2 separate regions of the Sus scrofa genome follow, and region 1 is linked to region 2. The links are chromatin contacts, called in public HiChIP or PLAC-seq maps. All regions are on one chromosome and are shown on one strand. The core of a region is the stretch at or near the end of the contact, and the rest is flanking DNA. Distances in the headings are between cores, read along the strand shown.

Region 1 (4,233 bases), core at 5-2,504, 310 kb before region 2:
TTTAATTTGAAGACTGAATAAATATTTTTCATAAAGATTGTTTTGAGTGCTAATTTGTTTACCTTTTGTAGAATTGGTTTATACATGATAATCAGTACAGCTGTTATTTCTTTGTAATATTTAAAAAATATTAGTGAGACTAAGAGGTGTAGTGAAATGAAAGTAACTTGACTGTATAGTTTGTAGCCAAATTAAACATTTGGTATTGCTTCATTTATAATCTGGTGGTAAAATGAAAACACCTTTGTAAGTTCTTGATTCATACTCACTAAAGATATTTCTAATATGTGCTTGTACATTTTTATGGTGTGATTCCGGGGCTTAAGTTTTCCTTCAAGTCGAATTTGGACACATTATTTAAGAAGCAGTTAAAATTTAGCTAAAACTGCATGGACAGTAACCTCCACATTCCATGCCCCAGGATCTTCTTGATTTTGTTGGCTGCTTCATTTAGTTCATGTCTCCTGATGACAAAGCTAGAAATCTTTTTTTGCAAAATTGCTTAAGTATTACGGGTAAGTCATAAAATGGCGGAAGACTAAGAGGACATATTTTTTGAGCCCTTTTACTTATCAAAATTTTGTACTATCCTAAGATTTCTGAAGAAAAACAGTTAAGTATGTTCAAAGATCATGTTTCTTCAAAAGCACGTTGCAATAGCTGGCTATACTCTGTGATCGTCTCTCTGAATTGCTTCTGGGTATCATGTATTGACTAAAAAACGTGCTGCTGCTGCTACTGCTGCTACAGATGAAGCGGTGCTGAAAGAGAAAGCTTACTTGATTTGTAAATTACAGTGCAGGGTCAAATGCGTCTCTGAGAGATTAAGAAATGTTTTAAATTATAAAATTAACGTCTTTTTGTAACATTCATACTGAGAATTTCTTTTTTTTCTTTTTTTTTTTTTTTTAGCATTTTTAGTTTAACAGATTGTATTTCTTTTTTCAAGTTTCTATACTTGCTTAAACAAGCCTGATTTGAGTAAGGGTCTTGATTTTGCTGTTATGTTCTGTTAGTTTTGGCATGAATATACTAAAGCTTTTTTTTCTAGCATGTGTTTTTTCCTCTTTGGTTCTCTTTGTATTTACTCCTTTTCTCTTTTTCTTCTGTTTTTTCTTTTTTTCTCTCTCTGTTGTTTTGGTGTTTTGTTCCTGTCTTCGCTGTTTCAGGTGTTTCTTTCCCCCTCTGGACTCCCCACGGGCTGCATGGAGCCGGCCCAGCTATGCCCAGCTCCCTCCTCCTCCTCCTCTGGTAGAGCACTCTTGCGCTGCTGACACTGCCAGCCTCCAGTATCCTCACCCTCGCAGACCATCTCTCTCTCGGCCTCTTAATCCCTTGCCTGAGAATGAAGGGGTTTAAAACACTGATTTAACACTTAAAGGCCTTATTCAAGTGCTTGTAAATGCTTTCATTCTTGGCTTTTTGTTTTTCTTCATTTTCTTTCAGAAGATTTTTCTAATTTAGGGTCTGTCTTGCATGTACTACAACCAGAACATGGTGTTTGGAACCTAAATGTGTTTGTGCTTCCACATCAAAGGAATAGTTGCCTCGTTGGTTGATAACCTTTGATGAAATATGAGATGTGTACACACAACAGTGACTCTGAGAGTTAACACACAGTAGCTGACTTCAGAACCTTTGGTGAAATACGAGAGGTGTACACATGACGGCCACAGTAGCTGGCTTCAGAATGCCTGTTCTGTACATTTTATTTTGAACTGTCACGGTATTAAGTTTCTTGTGATTTGTCATACTGGTTAATGTGAAAGCATATCATTACAAAGATCATTATAAAGTTCACTTTGCCTTTGAGACATATTAAGAAATGTTCTTAATTTTACAGGCTAATGTTGCAAATGACTAGTTTGTAAAATAAATCATTCCTGTGTATAAAGCAGCAAAACTTAATATGGACTGTTTGGTCTTTTTTTTTTTTTTTTGTTTTAAAGGAGACTGCCTCTTTTACTGCTTGGAATTACTGTTTAAAACTTTTGTAATTATTGTCCAAGTAGATTCTTTAATAAAATATATTTTTAAAGATATGAATCTGTTGCCTTATAAAAATAGAATGTATCCTATTTGATGGTTGGTAATGCTTTTATCTTCTTAAAATATCACGTTGCTAAAACAAACAAAAAATCCAAACAAATTAAGGGCTAATCATGGCATTTATTTAGAAAGGAGAAAGTTATATGTAGACTAACATCTAGAACTGAAAAATGTCCGCTTTCAATCTAATATACATTAGATTGTATTCTAAAATGGTATTTTATTTTTTTGCTTTTTAGGGCCTCATTCACAGCATATGGAGGTTCCCAGGCTAGGGGTCCAATAGAAGCTATAGCTGCTGGCTTACACCACAGCCACCACAACGCCAGATCCGAGCCACATCTATGACCTGTACCACAGCTCATGGCAACGCCAGATCCTTAAGCCACGGAACAAGGCCAGGGATGGAACCCACAACCTCATGGTTCCTAGTCAGATTTGTTTCTGCTGAGCCATCACAGGAACTCCCCTAAAATGATATTTTAAAATCTGAAATCAGAATATACTTGACAATGACTGATAAAATGATTAAAACTGTGGGACTAGTAATATTTCAGTTTTCTCAGGAATTCTCATGGCTAGAGAAAGATGTAATTGGAACAGCATGTCTGTAAGCTAATCACACATAGATATAGTTGTAAATGTATATTATAACTTATAACCCAATTTTCTTTTCTTTTCTTTCTTTTTTTTTTTGTCTTTTTGCCTTTTCGCCTTTTCTAGGGCTGCTCCTGTGGCATATGGAGATTCCCAGGCTAGGGGTCGAATTGGAGCTGTAGCCGCAAGCCTACGCCACAGCCACAGCAACACGGGATCCGAGCCACGTCCGCGACCCACACCACAGCTCGCGGCAACGCCGGATCCTTAACCCACTGAGCAAGGCCAGGGATCAAACCCACAACCTCATGGTTCCTAGTTGGATTTATTAACCACTGCACCACGACGGGAACTCCCTAACCTAATTTTCAAAGACTCTTTCCTATCAGTGTCATAACCCTTGAGCAAAGGATAAATAGCTTCTAAGATACATTTTAAGGAACATGTGAGTTTTGTATGTCTAGTAATTTAAATGTTTTGTATGTAGAGTTATCTTAGCATTCCAATGTAAGAAAAAAGCTCTTTCTAAATAATTTTCAAAGGTCTTCATTCTGTTAAAGAATATGTTTAAGACTAGTGGACTTGTCTAGTTTCATAGTAACAAGGATCTCACTTTAAGCTGGGATCTAGCTCAGGATTAGGATTCCAGGTCTTTGAGATTTCCAATCATAGAGGCACCTGGGATAGGATGGTAGAATGAGTTGACACAGACTCTTCAATTCAGTGAATATTGGGCATCTTGTATAAGATACTGAGTCAAATAATCAGAGATATGTAAAAGGAGGTAGTTTGTATACATTCACTCTGATGGAAGAAGGCATTTACAGAATTTACAAGGGGGTAATGAGGATTCAGCTTCATAGTAAAGGTTGAGCAGTACAGTAGGCATTACATTGATTTATTGGAGCCAGCAGGGTTTGGAAGGGATGTGACATCTCACGGAGAAAGGTAGAGTCCAGGGAGATGGTCCAAACCCAGAACAGGATGGGGTGTGTTCAGGCAGGAGGATGTGAGTATTAGTCTCATGAAAGAATAAGATTCATCTGGGGAGCAAGTGAGATTTACATTGTAGAAGGTGTCTGTGGTTGACATGTTACCACTCAAAACAGTTGGTAAAGGGGAGTTATGGGAGACACCTGCCTTTTCCTCCCTGGATAGGTGTTACTTCTAACTCCCTGGGAGGTACCTGTGGCCATGGGGCTGCTTCAAGCTCTACTTGAATGTGGAGATGGGAATTCACTGGGAGTTCTTCGTCTTCAGCTGGCAAGTGAAGTTGGATATGTTAGTTGAGTACTTCCTTCTATAGGCCAATATTGTAGATGCCTTATGCAACTTAACTGGTTTAATCCTCAACCAAACCTTGAGGACACCTGCAGCTTAAAGCTGCGTGAGGCTGCACAGCATAGGCAGTGAGAACACTGAGATTTGAGCAGATTTAGGCAGTCTGGTGTCAAGAGTCTAGGTTCTTGTCCCACAGATACTTTGGGATCATGGTCGGGTTGCTGGGTGTTTCGGGGAGAGCTCTGGTCACTTGATCTTTATGAAGGATGGTAAGCTGCAACAGGGTGGAGCATGGACACATTCCAG
Region 2 (4,205 bases), core at 230-2,729:
AAGGAAGCGCTCAGGCAGCCCTCTTCAAGCCATCAAAGGGACATGTAGAAAAACAAGGTGTGCGTAAAAGAAACCTCCAGAACCTTTCAGAGATCCACTCATAGTGGCCTTGGAATAAACACTTTGACTCTCTATACAACACCTGAATTTATAATCAGCCTGTTACTTAAAACATCATAATCAGATTTCTGTCATTACACTGTTTTTTGTTTTTTGTTTTTGTCTTTTTGCCTTTTCTAGGGCCGCTTCCGCAGCATATGGAAACTCCCAGGCTAGGGGTCGAATCGGAGCTGTAGCCCCCGGCCTACGCCAGAGCCATAGCAACTCGGGATCTGAGCTGCGTCTGCAACCTACACCACAGCTCATGGCAATGCCGGATCCTTAACCCACTGAGCAAGGCCAGGGATCGAACCCACAACCTTATGGTTCCTAGTCAGATACGTTAACCACTGAGCCATGACAGGAACTCCATCATTACAGTTTCGATGTTTTGCTTTGAATGGATTCTAATTAAAATGCATGTTTTAGAAGAGCCCAATAGTAAAAACAAACAAACACACAAACAAAAAAAACCCCCCAAACTTTACATTTGGAAAGTTCATTGTTTTGATGTCATGTTTCTGTCCAGACTTTGGGCTTTTGCCCTAATGCAAACCTCATTCATTTTTATAGGCTCACTTTTCTTTTTTGCTTTTTAGGGCCACACATGTGGCATATGGAAGTTTCTAGGCTAGGGGTTGAATCAGAGCTGCAGCTGATGGCCTACACCACAGCTCACGGCAAGGACAGAATCTAAGGCCAGGGACTGAACCCGAATCCACATGGATACTAGTCGTGTTCGTAACCCCCCATGCCACAAGGGGAGCTCCCATACACAAACTTTTGAAAATCGGAAGAGCAAAAGCTACAGTTCCAGTCATTTGAACACAGTGGTAACTGAAATAGACTTTCAAAGGCCCTACCAGGAAGCAGTATATGTATTTATGCACACCTGTGTACAGCTGCTCCTCTGTGATGTAATGTGTTGGGAGGCCAGTCGAATTTCGTGTGTACCCTGGTAGTGCTGTAAGGATCTGGAGTAAGCAGCTTTACACCACAGTGCAGACTCTGATCTCGCAAATGGTAGGCCAGACACCCACCCCTTGGCCTGCTCTCGGGCCCCAAGCCAGGCTGGGTCCAGCCCCAGCTTTTGTGTGGGAGCCTGAGGTCCCACTTCTGTGAGATTTCCTGCTTACTGGTCAAGGGCGGCACAGGCTTTGGAGCTTACAGACTGGGGGGCTCAAGTATCAGCTCCATTGCTACATGTCACGTGGACAACAGGGCACTGGCGGGAAGGCTGGAGGGTGTCCTGCCACGCACAGCCCCAGCACAGGGAGCTACTATTGCAGCCTTCCTTGCTAAACAAGCCCAGTCCCTGTGGGCTGGGAGCAAGCACTGCCATGACACTGGCTCTACGCCCTCAGTGGTGACAGGTGCGGCTGCCACTCTTCCCGCTGCAGCAGTTCTGGCCTCAGGAGCTGGGGCAGCCCTGCCACAATGGAGACGGTGGCCCCGGGCCCAGGACCTCCTCCCCACAGGTTATGTAAAATATATCTGCTTTGTTTCTCATTACTCTAAGTGTGTATAGTCTTTGTAGTTAAATGTTCTGTGTGTTGGGGGGGTATTCTTACAGTCTTAGTAATAAACTGTGACAATCCTAAGGGATAATAGTTAAAATAATTTCCCGCCTTGGCCCCCATTTTGTCCTCCTCTGGCTTCCTTTCTGTGAGGGGCAGGGGAGCTGTTCCTAATCTGAGACTGTCCTGGCCCCCATGCCACATGTGAACCCTCTTACTAACCCGATCTGCCCAGGAGCAAGTGGGCTTGCCTCACTGTCAATCTCCTGTTACGTCAACCTCCGCTCCTGGGGACGCAGCCTAATGGTTCTTAATCAGGGGCACACTGTGCACTTGGTGCTAAAAGTTGCCACCAATGCCAGCTTCTGATGCCTCGACATTCTGGTGATTGTCCCAAAGTGGAAAATTCCAATCGGAGCTGCTCGAGTGTCACAAATACAGGCTCAGATGCTGAGGCCACTGCTGAGCCCCTCAACAGAAAAGCAGTAGGAAAAGCAAACACACTATTTTTTAACCAAGGAGGAATGGGGTATTTCCTGAGATCAAATCCTCTTGGACAATGAAATATTAAACATGTTTTGATGCCTAAAAACTAGGTCTAATCACCAGTTTGGATACCTGCTCTCAAGTATGGATGTGGGTGTCTGAAAATAGCTAATAACCCTGTGCTGCCAAGTCAAGCTGGACAGTGACAGGGCTTCAGCAAACGTTCCCCAGCTGTCAGGCTGTGGGACGAAGGAAGCAGAAGCACAGGCAGGAAAGAATGCCCCTTTTCTGTGATCATAAAGGTCCAAAGCAAGGACTTCACCTTAGTTCCTGGCATGACTGGAAAAGTGCTAAACCAGCAGCTGGGATCCAAATGTCAGGTTCAGCTCTCCTGCTCGCCCTTCCTCAGCTGAAATATTCTAAAGTGACCCACTAGAGACAAAATTCTATATAAGTTCTCTGTAAGCCTCGGGTTTATGACTCTGAAAACTCTTATCTAAAATGCTTCCAAAATAATGCAGTTATTACTAAATGGCCTGGATTTCTCAACAAAAATTGACTAGATTTTGTAGACAAGTGTTTGATAGTTCTTCCATCATCTCTAGCAGGAGAATAAAAAGAAAATGACGGCAGAGCACCATGGCAATCCCACCCTGTGCCACCATCTCCAGACCAAGCTTGAGGGGAGGGGATGCAAGGGGAGGACACGGCGGTTGGTGTCTGAGGACCTCACAGTCCCACCTTTCAGGGGCGCATGCTCAGAGAGAACACAAGTAGCCACCATTCTTAGGGAAGTAAAGCACTAACCACCAAGTCACCACATGTCCAAAGAAAATACCAACTCAAATGCAACAAAAGACAAACTAGTAAAAATGTGCTTCAAATCCTTGTAGCATCTCAAATCTTGTACTTAGAGGTGCATTACAAGGTAACAGATTAAATATTTGTGTATATACAGGAAATCCTCTAAGTTCTTTTCCTTAAAAAAAAAAAAAACCAAAAAAACCCTAGTTTTAAGGGGTTAAAACATCCCACTGGCTTACCCCAATTAGATTATATTAGGTAGGTTTCATACAGATGATATTAGATATATTTCATATACCTTATACTTAAGAGTAACCTTGTGAAATTATCCACACGGGATAAAAGGCTGCCTTTCACTGAGGATCTGATTAGAAGGTCAGGAAACACCTGCAAGCTTTCTGTCCCGCTCTTACTGAAGAGGGACAGAGAGAGGAAGCACGCTCTGGCCAGTGTGGGACAGCCAGGCCTGCTCTGCACACAAACTTGCCTTTTTTGTTTTGCACTTCAGAGAGTTCTCTAACATTTGCATTGGTCAAAATCTAAAGCAGAAAGAGCTGGAGAGAGGGAAGGGGGGAGGGAGAAGGAAGGAAAGAAGGAAGAAAGGTTCATGTGATCCTCACTTTCGGGAAGAATGAGGATATATTCTGGCAGCAGGTGGAACACCTGTGAACTGCTCTACAACTTCTGCTCCTATGGATGATGTTGGCCCAGAGAAAACACAATGTTCACCCTGGATTCCACCAGCACTTTTACCTGTAAGGAGAAACCACATGTGCTGAGAAGGACTCCTGAGGCTTTGCACTTGCCCAGGATGACTGTGCAATTGAGTTACCGGAATAACTCTGCCCTGATAGCTTCTGGAATCAAGAATGTGTACTCTCTGCTCAGAGTAAACAGATAACTTTACAAATAAACAGATAACTTCCACAAGACAATAGTGTTGGTTCTGCCAGTCCAGTGCACCAGGAAGAATACAGCTTGGCTTTCAAAGCCTAACGCTGAAGAAGCCTGACAATCAAAAATGTGTTTTGACAAGCTAAGATGAACCAGCTCGACACAGAAGTCACAAAGGAAAGGACCTCAAAGAGGGAAAACTACACTTGCCACAACTCAGCATTTCTGAGATATAAGTTCCATATTCAAAATGCAGGACAAAGATCTTTCAAGAATCAGAGGACCAGGCCAAAATTCACGGCTGAAGATAAATTCTGACCGTTCAAGTGTCTAAGGTAAGAATTCTTGCCTGAATTGTTCCTTTGGGCCAATGAGGCAAAAATCTTTAGGGTTCTATGTACCACA

What was found. HiChIP or PLAC-seq counts read pairs in DNA pulled down with a chosen protein or histone mark.
Region 1: a contact with region 2 is called in an H3K27ac HiChIP or PLAC-seq map of skeletal muscle. The contact joins two enhancer-like sites. A contact is called at or near these places in 1 of 47 Hi-C or Micro-C datasets (embryonic fibroblasts) and 1 of 2 datasets of contacts at active chromatin or transcription factors (skeletal muscle).

The regions. Positions count from the first base shown.
Region 1 is chr6:96,708,507-96,712,739 of Sscrofa11.1, reverse strand. All of the region lies in intron 8 of CEP192 (centrosomal protein of 192 kDa), which reads left to right. Among named protein-coding and RNA genes, the nearest start is that of CEP192, 23 kb to the left of the region's middle. Within about 2 kb of position 1,254, at least 3 of the 83 cell types and tissues checked have an H3K27ac peak or open chromatin away from gene starts, as enhancers often do. A contact at or near this core is called in skeletal muscle, where this site is marked.
Region 2 is chr6:96,395,510-96,399,714 of Sscrofa11.1, reverse strand. No RefSeq gene overlaps it. Among named protein-coding and RNA genes, the nearest start is that of FAM210A, 34 kb to the right of the region's middle. Within about 2 kb of position 1,479, at least 5 of the 83 cell types and tissues checked have an H3K27ac peak or open chromatin away from gene starts, as enhancers often do. A contact at or near this core is called in skeletal muscle, where this site is marked.